Linked DNA regions of Mus musculus: regions 2, 3 and 4 are each linked to region 1. The links are chromatin contacts, called in public Hi-C maps. All regions are on one chromosome and are shown on one strand. Each heading gives the region's core, a stretch centred on a gene start, on an enhancer-like site or on the middle of the called end of the contact. The rest is flanking DNA. Distances are from core to core; before and after follow the strand shown.

Region 1 (3,368 bases), core at 644-3,143:
AACAGATAAAACACAAAACAAAAACACATCTTTAATACCAGCATTGGGAAGGCAGAAGCAGGAGGGTCTCTGATCTCTTGAGTTCCAGGCTAGCCTAGTCAACAGAGTTCCAGAACAGCCAGGGCTACCCAGAGAAACCCAGTCTGAAAAAACAACCAACCAACCAACCCCACCGACCCACACACACACACCCCAAGTGACACAACCATTCAGTCACTCAAAGTAGCACACACCTTTTAATCCCACTGTTTGGGAGGTAGAGGCAGGGGGATCTGGGACTTCAAAGCCAGCCTGGTCTATCTACATATGGATGTTCTGGCTAGCCAGAGCTATAGTGATTCTGTCTCAAAAACAAAACAAAAATTGAAGCTGCACACCAAAACAAACAAACAAACACCCCAAAAGTATGCATTCCATTCTGTCTGCAGGAAAAGGGGCAAAGTCCTAAAGACTACAATGTGTGCATGTGTGCAAAGCATGCCTCCAATAGGGTACAAAGTCAGAGACAGGCACGCAGGATGCACAACTTGAAACATTCTTAAAGTAAAGTAGTATTCCTGCTAAAAATGCTCAGAGAGAAAAGTCGGTGTAAGACTGTCTGTAAACCCCTGATTGAGAAATCCACTAGAGTTCCTTTAAATTATCCATTGCTTTGGGAAAAAAACTGCTTAAGCGTTTTGTCATTTCACGCTAATCTTGACAAGAGGAAAAAAGATAAATAAGAGGCCCAGCCGAGCACATGCTCAACACCAACAAAAAAAATCCTCAGCAAACTTGTTCCATAGTGAGGAATCCCTCACAAACCTTCGCCCTCTACACAATCGGAAAAAAACATCAAACCAAAATAAAATGAGATGGTAAACCACCTATCTGTGAATAAAACACAGGGTTAAAAGGTAACGATTGCCTAATAAAGACCGGCAAAGGAAGCTTAGCTTTCTGACCTACCGATGCAGAGCCTTGCAGGCTTAAACATTGTTACAATATGGTAAACATCTTATACTACCTGCAAAGGTGGATGTGGGGGTGGGGGGAGCGAAAAAAAAACATGTAAAATTGGAAGCCTTAATTTTTCCCTCAGCCATTAAGTCAAGAATAATCAAACAATGTGGAAAATTCCTCCACACCTACTTAAGCCTGTTTGAGACCGACTGAATCTTTCCAGCCTTTTAACATCAAGTTGACAAGTCGCTTTAATACAACGTAACTTCCCCCAGTAACAACTAATTAAGGCTTCCAAAAAGTACTCGTTTTTCAGGTTACAGGGAACATCAAGCTTTTCCGTGGCTGCAAGACTGTAAAGAAGCAAAAAGGGGAAAAGGCTGTCCCTGCTGGCAAATTACTACGCAGAAATAACACTTTCTCTCCTATTTGTCCCGGGGTGGGAAGCGGATCAACTTTGAGGTCCCTACAGCTCAAACTGGTGGGACGCACTCTAAAACTATCACAAATGGGGTTGGGGGGCAGCCTCCTAGGCCGGCCTCGCCCCCTATCCTTCGCCCGGATCCCTCCCAGAGCGAAGCCTCGTGGCCACTCGGGTGATGAAACACCCGGCAACCGGCAGCCACGCACTAGGGACGCGGCCGCCACCGATCGTCCCCAACCCCAAGTCCGGCTCGCCCGGCCACGTAGGGTCCCCGGCCCGCCGCCCTACGCCTCCAGTCACCATCACTCCAATATCTCTTCCTCGCCTGCACTCCCGAGGGTCGGCCAGCCGCAAGGAGCGGGCCGTACGCAGGGAGCACGGAGAGCGGCCCACGTCCTTGTCGCTGTAGTCCTCCAATACAGCCGCAGCGCTAGCGCCGGAGCCGGCCCGGGCCGCGCTCCTCTCGGCGCTCGGCGTTCCCCGGGCGCCTTCTCTTGCGTGGCGCGGAGCGGGGAGGGCAGGTTGGCAAGCCGGCGGGCGGAGTCGGCGGCCCTGGAAGGAAAACTGCGCAGGGTCCCGCTAACGCCGCCGCTGAGTCAGCGCGAGGCACGCCCCCCGCGTCGTACCGCGCGGACCCGCGCTAGCAGCAGCCTCATGGAAGTAGAGTGCAGACGGCCGCCAGCAGGCTGGGCCCGGGGGACTACAACTCCCAGCGTGCAAAGCGCATGGGACGCTTCCGAGAGGAGGACCGCGCACGTGCTCCCTGGAGCTCGCAGGGGGCGTGGCCGGCGGGCCTGTGGTGCATGCTGGGAGAGTGCACACCGCCCTCCTAGCTACAGGTTACTGAGGTCCTCTAAGCTTTTAGAAGACCGGCCACGTTGCGCTCTGCTTTGAGCGTCGGCGTGAATTAGTAACTCTCCACTCCCTCCAGAAGGGTCTGGTCAGGTGGCAGTGCGGAGATCCTGAGATCGGAAAAGTGGACGTGGTTGAAACCACGTGTTGAGTCAGTTGCTGAATTCCTTTCCAGCGGTTCCACGTGTCAAGAGTCCAGACGCTTAAGGACTCTTTAAAAAAAAAAAAAATCCGCTGTATTTTTATTTACTTGTTTTGCTTTTGAGGCAAGATCACACTCCATAACCCAGGCTGGTTTTCACTCATTTTTCCCAAGCTGGCCTAAACTTTACAAATTCTGGAATTACTGGCATGAACCACCACGCCCAGTTTAAATATTACTAAATTTGCCTACAAAAAAAGATAGAAAGAAAAAAAGAAAACCGAAAGCAGTCCCCGGTGATGGTGGCGATTACCATTCATCCCAACACTGAGGAGGCAGAGGTAGCCACATCTACAGAGCGAGTGCCAGGACTACAGAGAGAAACACAGTCTCAAAAAAAGAAAAAAAGAAAAGAGAGAGGGAAAACATACGTACAAGTCCCGTGCTTCCGTTCGCTTTGTTTCTTTGATCCCGTGCTATTATTACTGTGTGGGCGCAGTATAAGCTCCAGCAACCTTACCTAAATCCTAAGGCTGCACCTCCATTATTGTTGGCATCATGAGTGTTAAAGTCCATCTCAGTTTACTCATTTTATGTAGAGTGGGACAGTACCAGCCTCAGAGGGTAAGGTTTGGTTAATTTTATTTAGAGGCAGAGAGAGGCTCACTATGTAGCTCTGGTTAGCCTGAAACTTGCTGGCCTTCACTGTTCTCTTGCTTCAGATTCCAGAGTGCTGGAGTTCCAGGTTGTCACCAGGTCTGACTATTTCATGAATTAAGTTTGATACACGTGTTAGACTTATCATAAGTGACACTATCTCTGGGGATACATGGACAAACATCTGTTCACTGCAGATAGATACCCAGATTCGGTACTGATGACAGACTAAAGTGAGGATACCACGAAAGTCAAGCTTGGTGAACCAATGGCTTTTACTGGGGTGACTTTCTTACAGGAGCAGAAATGATATAAAGACAGCAGCCTCCCCGAAGACAGCAGGTAGGACAG
Region 2 (3,368 bases), core at 420-2,919, 6.2 Mb before region 1:
TTGGTTGGGCTCCCTTTGTTACAGCTCACTCAGCTCCCCTCTTCCAGTGCTCCTGTACCCCTGTACCCACAATGACGGATGCATCAGTGTTTATTTCAGTTGACATGTAACGTAATTTCCCCATGAAGGAAACAGCAGATAGATTTAACATTCTATAAGGCTTCCTTCTCATCAAATTCCTCTCTGGCGATGTGCAACTGGCACTTTAAGTATCACTCTTAACTCTCTGCAGCAGCCAGAAGGCTTTTTATTATGTAAATCTAACCGTGCCCGTCTTTTCATAGTCATGGGGCTTCTTCAAGTACTCTTGGAACAAAGTAGAAAACGCTTTAATATAGAAGACCAAATCTCTGTCATCCTTTGGTGTCATCTGACATGTCACCTCTTTTGTGAAGTGTCCTTTGACTTTCTGAGGCTAAATTAGGTCTCTCTGAAAGTCTTTTCTGTGGCACTCAACAGAAATTATGCCGCACTCCTCTATTCAATTCTAAAGTCCCCGAGGGTAAGAACTATCTACATCATTAGCATAATGTCCGGCAATTAGGGACCCAGTGTACATTAGCTGTAAGAACGAATAAAGCACTACATTTGCATGAAATACTTTAAAAACAAACATCAGAGGGATTTTGAAAGTGGCAGCTTTTAGTTAGGGGATGCACGTAGTAACAGTGAGGTAGGAAAAAGAGCAAAGATATTTCTAAGATCACAAGGTATAATGGTACAGCATATAAAATCAGAACTGTTTTCAGTTTAGTTTTCAGTATTTCTTTTCTTCAGGCAGTTGGCAGTTCTAGAAGGAAAGGTGACCATTTACTGAGTGCCGCCTATTATATTCAAGTCGGTGTTCACATGCTTTGGAGTTTGACTTAACAGAATTAAAGACATGACTGTACGTTCAACCTGTGTGTGAGTGCGTGATTCTGTTCAAGAGAGAGTTTCTATTTGCTCTTTGATAAACATTGCTTAATTAGATTGACTCAGTTACCATGTGTGACTATTAGAAATGTTTCCCACGTCAATTCCAGTAGTGAAAATTGCCTAATCTTAACTCGAACTCAGCAGGCTTCTAAAGTGATTTGTTGGTTTGAACCCTTATGGCGTCATTCTTCTTAAGGCATGGTCTAAGATATAAAAAATAAAAGAGTAGAAAATAAAGGTATACTCATCACTTTTTAATGCAAGGCATAGTAACTCGGGTTTCTTTTTCTTTTCTTCCTTTCTTTCTTTTTTTTTTTTCAAATTTGGTAAACTTTCCTCGGAAAAGGAGCAAATGTTTCCAGATGTGCGGACCCACACACAAAGGACAAGAGCGAGGCTCCCCTTGCTCTTCGCAGCTGGGCAAGTGACCAAAGTCAGAGGACCTTGTTCTTCTGACACGACCGAGACTCAAGACTGCCTAGGCTCCCGTTTCCGTCACCCCGCTCCCCTCCCAGGTTTACCTGTGGAAGCTGATGTTAATGTGCTTGTTGTAGGTAGCAGCACAGCCCGCCGCGGCGCAATTGGTCGGCATTTCCCCGGGCCCCTCATTCGGCGCCACCTTACGCCACTTCGGAGGCGCTGCCCGCTAAGCAAGCTTCTGTCAAACGCTAGACAAACGAGGCAGGCGACCCCGCGCCGCCAGCTCGGTGCAGAGCGCGGGGAGGGCAGAGGGGCGTGCACAGTACCGGGGTGGGAGGGAGGGCCCACTCTCCTGTCTCTTTATTAATATGGCGGGCTTAGGCCTGCAGAGCCAACGTGCCGGAGCTCCGGGCGCAGACAGTCGCCTTCACCAACATGGCGGCCACACCCGCTCCCCGCCCTCCCCTACCTCCCGGGGTCCCAAAGAGACTAGGTCCAGCGTCTCAGACGGGGGCCCCCTAGCAATGAATGAGAAGATGGCAGATGTCTTCCCCACCGACTAATGACTCTGAAACTCAGGTCTGCGGCTGAAAGAGCATGTCCGCAACCCAGACACTAACCCCTTCCTTCCCCGCCTGCCACCTCGGACGGGATGCTAGGGGACAGTTAAGACTGCAGGGACACAAGGGCGAAGCCTGGAGCAAGAGGAGACTACAAATCCCAGCCAGCACCGCGGCGGACATGGGGGTGGGCGCTTCCTGTCTCGCAAGACTCGGAGGGTCGCCTTCCGGCGTGCCGCAGGAAATGACGCTCGGGACCCGGCCTCCTTCTACAGAGGCTTTCTCGCGAGGCGGAAGAGCAGCAAGGGGGCGCTAGGAGAGGGAACTGGCGAGCGACGGTCCGACGAGCGAGAGAGAGCGATCTGGGGTGCGGGGAAGTTGGGGAGCAGAACCTGCCGGGCGTCCGAGCACGGGAAAGGCCGCGCCCGCCGGGTCCGTTAGGACAGAGGGCGGAGGAGGAAGGGGAAGGCAGGCGGCGGTCGGGCGGTCCCCGGCCGGAGGGCTTCAGGTCGTGTGGCCAGCGCTGCACTCCGGATGGCGGCCGCCGCCGATCCTTCGACCCCGGCCTCTAGCGGCCTCTCGCCGAAGGAAGAAGGGGAGCTCGAAGACGGGGAGATCAGCGACGACGACAACAGCCGGAGCCGGAGCAGCAGCAGCAGCAGCAGCGGCGGCGGGCTGTTACCGTACCCGCGGCGGCGGCCTCCTCCCCCGGCCCGGGGCGGTGGATCCGGGGGAGGCGGCGGCGGCTCCTCGTCCTCCTCGTCGTCCTCCCAGCAGCAGCTGAGGAATTTCTCACGCTCACGGCACCCGGCCGAGCGGGGCCAGCTCAGGGGACCCAGCAGCTACCGACCCAAAGAACCGTTCCGGACTCACCCGCCCCCAGGGCGGATGCCGTCGGGGTCCCTGTCGGAAAGCAGCCCCCGGCCGTCCTTCTGGGAGCGGAGCCACATCGCCCTGGACCGTTTCCGCTTTCGAGGCAGCAGGCCTTACCGGGGTGGGAGTCGCTGGAGTCGGGGGCGAGGAGTGGGGGAGCGAGGAGGCAAGCCGGGGTGCAGACCTCCTGGAGGAGGAGGATCAGGAGGAGCGGGATCCGGATTCGGCAGCAGCCAGAGCTGGCGAGAACCCTCTCCACCCCGCAAGAGCTGTATCCTTAACGTGGCGGTCCGCCCTGGGTGTGTCGCCGGAGCTCCCTTTGGCGTCATGGCTAGGTCCCGGAGTTTTTTAACTTTTCAGAACCACTCATTTCTCTCCCCCGTTCGTCGGCGGTTGTCACGGGCCGCACTCCACCGCTATTTTCGTAGGCTGTTTGACTGAATGGGTGCCTTTTGCTTTTGGATAGGACTGTGTCATGGATTCGGGTCAGCTAGGGAAATGAAATACAGTCTGGGTTTTTAAACAGGACACCAACAGCCCAAGTTTTGTTTGTCTATTTGTTTGTTTGTTTCTTTTTTGCAAGCCCTGGGATTTCGT
Region 3 (3,368 bases), core at 477-2,976, 5.7 Mb after region 1:
GAGTGAATGGATCCAGAGACGCAGAGATACAGAGAGCAACAAGGTGCCAGGAACCACAGCTCTGAGAGGAGGGGTGAGGGGACGAAAACTCTGAAAAGCCATACCTGATATAGTACACAGCACCTTCTCGCACACAGCGTTGCCACCCGATGGGGATGGGGACAGGCGTGGCGGCAGGGCCCCCAGCTCTGTCTGCTGCACTGCTCGCATTGTCTCCATTCATTGTGTGTGATGAGCTCCCCTGTGCCTGACAACACAGACATCCATGTGGGCACGAGGACGCTTACACCGGGCTGGGTACCTGAGGGAGAGTTCTGTCATACCACCATGGCTACCTGAACATCTCTGCAAACATTGTGGGATCCAGTCTAAAGCCGGGGCCACCAGCTTAGCCCACACCTGCAATACAAGGAAAGAGAAGGGCCTCTCAGTCTACCAACTCAAGAAACACCACAGCCCAGAGCACTCAAGGAAAGGACCATAAATAACATGACGTAGCGCCTGTAAGGACCTCAGGATCTGCTGGCCATGTCCACAACGGTCCCCTCCAAGCCCAGTCCCTAGAGACCAGAGGAGTTCAGCACCTCAACTCCCAAGGACCACAAAACCATTCCCTAATTTCTTGACATATGAAGGCCTAGTTCCCTTTGTCTAGGCACAGAAGACTTCAGCTAGGAGTGTGGGCAAATTCCCATAATGCCAGGCCACTAGGAAGTTTCCCAGTGTCTGGCCACTGCTGTGCCCTCCCCCAGGAAGATCATATAAAAAGTACAGATTGCCCCACAGGTCACCAAGCAATTGCCCAACTGCCTGGCAGGGTAGTGCCAGCTGAAATCCCCCCATGCCCACTCCATCCAACAATCTCGGATCTAATTCATTTGGACCTCCAAAGAGGCTGGAGCCAGAGCTCTGTCTTCCTCCAGGATCCTGAGAACTCCTGGTCCTCTCAAGCCGACGAAAAGGGGATTCATAATCCCCCACTGGCTTCCAATTAACAACAAGAAGCATTCCCTGACATGTAGGGACGGCCCTTAGACCTGCAAGTACCCCTCACCAACCTCACCATCGCTCCCGCCGCACACTGACGGCTTCCAAACTTTCCCTCTCATAACAAGGCGCCCTGTCACCCAGACTGCTTCCTTCAGCTCGGGGAGGAGGGGAAGGCAGGCGCACGAAGTAGGAAGGAACTTGGGGAGAGGGCGGGTGGAGGGTGGGCGAAGCACTGAAGGGAGCGAGGTCAGGAAGGCAGAAGTCAGGCACTTTGGGAGGAGAAATGGCGGGGGCAGGTGAGGGTGCGGGGCTGTGGATGGGGCCAGGGAAAGGGGCCGAAAGGACGCGGAGGGGGCAGAGGGTAGGGACAGAAGGGGAGGAGAGAGAAGGGAGGGGGAGGGGCGGGGGGGCCGGGCCCCGCACTCACCGCGGCCCATGGTTCGGCTGGCCCCGCCCTGCGCAGTCGCGGCCCAGAGGGTGAGTGGGAGGGGGTGGGAGGTGGGTCGGTGGAGCCCGAGCCTCCGGTACGGCCCCGGCCGGTCTTAGCAGGAAGCGCCGCCGCCGCCGCCGCCGCGGATCACCGAGCGGCCTCCCGCGCATGCGCCATAGGGGCCAGGGGCAGCCCTGGGGATTCCGTTCCCAGAAGGCACCGCGCAGGCTGCTACCGCCGCCGCCGTCGCTGCCGCCGCCACCGCCGCAGCCGCCGCCGCCGCCGCCGCCGCTGCCCGGACGGGAGAGGGGCGGGGCCGGGCCCCCGCCCAGCGGACAGCAGCGAGCCAACAGGAGGGGACGCAGTGCGCATGCGGGAGCGCGCCTACCCCTCCCCCACAACCCCCCATTAATCCCCAAGAGAACAAACACCCCACGCGGCCCCCCCCCACCCGCCCTCCGCGGAAGGATCTGGGCCTCTTCCCAGGCCACTGGTGGCCAATCCCAGTCCTCCCTCGGGAGGGGCCCCTTCCGAAGCCACAATCTGTTGGGGGAGTCAGGAATGTCAGGTCCGGGAGGGGCCAGCCCTAAAAGATGAAAGTCGCGACTTGCCCTGCCCCGCCCCAAAGGCTTCCCGGGTAGTGTGCAGAGACTTGACCCGCCTCTCCAGGTCAACATGTCACAACACGACCTCAGCCTGTCAAGTCACATGACCTCTGCCTGTCACTGACAACCTGGTCTGTCTTTAGGCCAGGAGAGACCATCTGGTCCAACCCACCCCCCACCTCTACTAACAGAAGGGGAAATGAAGGTCTGGAGCGAAGGAGCAGTCTGGCCAAGGACCTGTCACCGTCGCACCATCCAATAGCAACCGGTCTTGGTTCAGTTTCTACTTAAACTCTGGCTTGCCCCTCTTGAGTCTACGACAGACTATGTAATAGGCCACCACATGGCCTCTGTTTTCATGGCACAAAAAAAAAAAAATACGTTTTGCAAGATGTTTTTACTTTTACTCAAGTTTTCTCCACAGAGCTGCTTTTTACCTTTATCGTTGTTTAATTTACAAATGAGTAAGGTAGAATCCTTGGACAAATTAAACTAGAATCTGTGTTTCCTCTGATGACCCAGTCCAGGGCAATCATGCGTTCAAGTGCATGCACGTCCCAGGCTCTACTGTAGGTCGTGAACTCAGACAGCTAGAGGCAGGAGGCCAGCTCCTCAGCAGGGAGTCACAGGACTCGCTATCTCGGAGAAGGAAGAGGGTGGATACTGGGCTTAGTGAAGGGCGTAAGAGCATCACACAAAGCAGGGGTGGGATGAGGAGGAGGCAGCAATCTACACTCTGTAAAGAACTTCAATCCTAGCACGTAATGGACGATTCAGAAACAAGCGTTAAAGGTGCCTCTCTGAGAGAAGCGGGTGGACTATCAAGGAACTCAGTCTTTGGGACGCATTAGAAGGCTAAAAGAGGAGGAGAGCTCTTAAAAGATTCGAGGAGATGTCAATCCAGGTGAACAAATTGGAAACTTTAAAGAGGTTCCAGAGCCCCGGTGCCCATTAGCTGGGAGGGGCCAGGGAAAATGGGAGCCTTTCATGGAGGAGTAAGTTAAAGGTGATGGGAGGTGGGCAGACAAGTTCAGGAAGGACAGCCGTTGGGGCCGTTGGACACTGGGAGCTGGCGCTCCGCCCTCTTTCCTCTCTCCCCCATAGCCCCCCTCCCGCACCTCCCACCACCATCGACGTCCCCTGCGCGTGCGCGCGCGGACACCGGTTGCCAAACATTGCATCATCCCCGCCCCCCCATCCCCTCCCTCGCCGCGCTCTCCTCCGCGCGCGCGCATGACTCACTCACCTCCTCCGCGAAGCCGCGTGACCCAAAGCCACTTCCGGGTCCGAGACAACGTAGACTCTCAAGCCAGAGGGCGCGATGGGGGTGGGGCCGTGAGACT
Region 4 (3,368 bases), core at 531-3,030, 5.3 Mb after region 1:
GTTTCATAGCATCAAGTAGAAGTTTGACATATGGATCTACAAAGACATTAAGTATGCTCATTAGAAGATGTAGCAGCAATTAGTGCACCCAAGCAACAGGCACCACAAAACAACTCACAAACACTATCTTAAACCAGAGTCTAAAATGGGAATAAAACGTGTAAATTAGCGCCAATTAAATCAAGTCATGACGAAATAGAACATAAATACAAACACTAAAATGGCGCCCCCATGTATCTTTATACCGAAAGTTGGTTTTGCTAAAGTGACTAAACGCTTCGCATTAGGGCCCGTGTTAGGAGAACATGGGCATCCTGGGCCACGGTTAGAAAAACAAACCAGCATAGAACCTAGACTGGAGGAAGGCAGCGCCTACACTGCTCTCTGTGGTAGCACCATGCCTCGCTCTGAGTACCACAGCCCAATGGGACCTGCCCACCAAAGTTCTTCAATGAGGGTTAGCAAGCAGAAATGTGTGAGTCTATGGCCAGTAAGAGAGAAGAACGGTGGCTTAGGGATTGAGCCCAGTGGTAGGGCCTTGCCTGGTAAGCACAAGGTCTTAGGTTCAGTTCTCACCTCTGAGGAGGGAGAGGAAAGGAGGGAGGGAGGAAGGGAGCTAAAAAGATGGCTCAGTGGTTAGTAGCACTTGTTGCTCTCGCTGAGAACCCAGGGTGAGTTCCCCAGCACCTGCATAGTAGCTCACAGTCCTGGACACCAGGAATGCAGAGAGTGCGCAGACACACATGCAGGCGAGACAATCACACACAAAAATAAAGAAATCAAAAAAAAAAAAGCTTTAAAAAGAAGACAGTAAAATCTTTGATCAGTTGATGATTGAATTATGACCAATTCTGCTATAAAATAGTAACTATTTGGAGGGTCGAATACATTTAAATCTTACTTTCCTAAATAAATCTGAGGTAGACAGGCAATCTGCAGATGCAGAGGAGCAAGGCAGTGTCCCGGGACTGGAGATAAATTGCTCAGTGGGAGCCAGTGTGCCTGGGTGACCCGCGGCAATAATAAACCTCTTAGATGTCACAGGCTTCTTAGAGACTATGATGAAGCTAGGAACTCTCCCTAGAAAAATGCACTTAGGTGCATAAACACGAGGGTTTTCAAAAGTTCCTATTCTAGCATTCTCCACAGTTCCTACTGCAGTGACTGAAGGTTAAAGAATCGCCCACCCCACCCCCACCCCAGGGAAGGGGTGCATAGCCAGAAGTAGAGCTGCCTTATTAATGAATGGAGCTCTTTCCAGCTCTCACCTGCACCCTAGAGCCCGTGCCGCTGCAAAACTTACATAAGAAACTGGTGAGTGTGACCCAGGAGGGCAGACTCCCAGCCCAGGCCTTCAGAAGCGCGAGTGGGGCGGAGGCCCACGCCCCCTCCCGCCCACGCAGCCCTAGGGCTGCAGTGCAGTCCGGGATCAGTGGGGGCACGTCCGGGCCCTTCCTCACCCCCCGGGTCCTGTGCCACCCCGACCCCAGCCTCCAGGTCGCGGCTCTTACTGGTATCCAGCGTCTTCTGGAGCATGAGCGGACAACTCTGGTCCCGGGTGAAGAGGCTGGAGAGGAAGCCCTGCTGGGGCTTCCCGTGGGCCGGCGGCTCAGGCGAGCCCTGGCCAGAGTCGGGTCGCTGCAGCAGTGGCTCGCCAGCCGCAGGGCCGAGCTCGCCGCCGCCCGGAGCTCCTGCCATGAGGCCCGCAAGCCTCCTCCTGCCCGCTCGACCTAGGACAGCCGCTTCCGCCGCCGGCGCACGCTCCGCGGGCCAGCACGAAGGAGACGCGGCGTGCAGCTCGTGGGCGGGGCTTGGTAGGCGTGGTCGGTGGGCGGGGCTGATGGGCGGTGCCTCGCGACCGCCGATGCTGGCCACTATATTGCCTTCTGCACCTCAACCATCCTCCCACTCCCTCACCTGCTGTTTCTCTTATTCCCGCTACCCACTCACACCGAATTAAAGGCAGTGTTTTCAGAAACGCTTGGATATTTCAAAGACTGGTTGGTCTCATCAAAATGTGGCTCCTGGGGACCCATTCATCAACCCTCCTCTTGCTCAGAAATAAGATACACACATCTTGGGTCTGGAGAGATGGCTCAGTGGATAAGAGCACTGACTGCTCGTCCAAAGGTCATGAGTTCAATTCCCAGTAACCACATGGTGGCTCACAACCATCTGTAATGGGATCTGATGCCCTCTTGTGTGTCTGGAAACAGCTACAGTGTACTCATATAATAAAATAAATCTTTTAAAAAGAAGGGGGTGGTTGGAAAGATGGCTCAGCGGTTAAGAACACTGACTGCTCTTCCGAAGGTCCTGAGTTCAAATCCCAGCACCCACATCGTGACTCACAACCATCTGTAATTTGACACCCTCTTCTGGTGTTTATGAAGACAGCTACAATGTATTTATATATAAATCTTAAAAAAAAAAAAAAAAGGCTTTTTCCTCAGTTCCCATAATCAGAGTCCACCAGCACACTTACTCAAAATTAATGTTGCCAGATCTGCAGTTTAAGGCACTTTGTCCGTGTTAGTGCTCTCATGACAGACTTCCAGCTTTTACGTAGTGTGTGTGTGTGTGTGTGTGTGTTTCTTTCCTCACTAAATTATTCAGCTCAGCTCACACTGCTAAACACCTGCTCCCACGGGCCAGGCAGGATGGTAGAGTTGGAGAAAACGAGGACAAATGTCCAAGAAAAATAGGCATGCAATGCCTTGTGAACAGCACTTAGGGGTCACGGTGCTCCGTAAACAAGAGTTGAATGGGAAGCAGAAGGCATCACTCGCTTGGAATATTATACAAATATGAGCGCCTGCACTTACAGACTAATAAAGCCATAAGCCAAAGATTAGATTCTTTTTATCAAGGTCCACATATGTACATTATTACCAGTCCTCATGACAACCTTGCAAAATAGTATCAACCCTAATTTGCAGATAGAACTTGCCCAGCTACAGAAGAAGGCTGAAGGTGTTACTCAGTTGAGAGAGCGCTTGCCTGATTGATACACATGAAGTGCTGGGTTCTACGCCCAGCACCACACAAGCAGACAGTGGCAACATGTGCCTGTAACAACAGCCCTGGGGAGGTAAAGACAGGAGGATCAAAGATTCAGTGTGATCCTAAGCTACATAGCAAGGTCAAGGCCAGGCTGGGTGACACAAGACCACTTTCACATCAGACATGGAGATGCAGAGTTTAGAGTTTGCCCAGCTGATTTCCTGTCTTGGTTTGGGGATTACAGTTAAGTGATTAGATGGATCTCAGAAGAGACTTTGAACTTTGGACTTTTACATTGTTGAGACTGCTACAGACTCGGGGGGGGGGGGCTTTTGAAGTTGGACTAAATGTATTTTGCATTGTGC

The links. Hi-C and Micro-C count contacts between places; a contact is called where the count stands out from the background.
Region 2: a Hi-C map of pre-B cells shows a contact between it and region 1, with 7 times the contacts expected there. The contact joins the promoter of Thap2 here to the promoter of Xpot in region 1. A contact is called at or near these places in 3 of 484 Hi-C or Micro-C datasets (B cells, CD8 T cells and pre-B cells).
Region 3: a Hi-C map of B cells shows a contact between it and region 1, with 6 read pairs. The contact joins the promoter of Mbd6 here to the promoter of Xpot in region 1. A contact is called at or near these places in 3 of 39 promoter capture datasets (cranial neural crest, maxillary cranial neural crest and pre-B cells) and 1 of 484 Hi-C or Micro-C datasets (B cells).
Region 4: a Hi-C map of liver shows a contact between it and region 1, with 3 times the contacts expected there. The contact joins the promoter of Atp23 here to the promoter of Xpot in region 1. A contact is called at or near these places in 2 of 39 promoter capture datasets (liver and pre-B cells) and 1 of 484 Hi-C or Micro-C datasets (liver).

What each region holds. Positions count from the first base shown.
Region 1 is chr10:121,624,439-121,627,806 of GRCm38.p6, forward strand. It overlaps Xpot (exportin, tRNA (nuclear export receptor for tRNAs)), which reads right to left and starts at 1,894. Exons shown (of 25, transcript NM_001081056.2): 1 at 1,667-1,894.
Region 2 is chr10:115,382,766-115,386,133 of GRCm38.p6, forward strand. It overlaps Thap2 (THAP domain containing, apoptosis associated protein 2), which reads right to left and starts at 1,670. Exons shown (of 3, transcript NM_025780.4): 1 at 1,440-1,670. The coding sequence starts at 1,510. Zfc3h1 (zinc finger, C3H1-type containing) reads left to right here and starts at 2,194. Exons shown (of 35, transcript NM_001033261.2): 1 at 2,194-3,042. The coding sequence starts at 2,433.
Region 3 is chr10:127,287,292-127,290,659 of GRCm38.p6, forward strand. Mbd6 (methyl-CpG binding domain protein 6) reads right to left here and starts at 1,727. Exons shown (of 13, transcript NM_001347171.1): 1 at 1,418-1,727; 2 at 336-399; 3 at 105-247. The coding sequence starts at 223.
Region 4 is chr10:126,899,591-126,902,958 of GRCm38.p6, forward strand. It overlaps Atp23 (ATP23 metallopeptidase and ATP synthase assembly factor homolog), which reads right to left and starts at 1,781. Exons shown (of 6, transcript NM_001159559.1): 1 at 1,512-1,781; 2 at 1-36. The coding sequence starts at 1,698.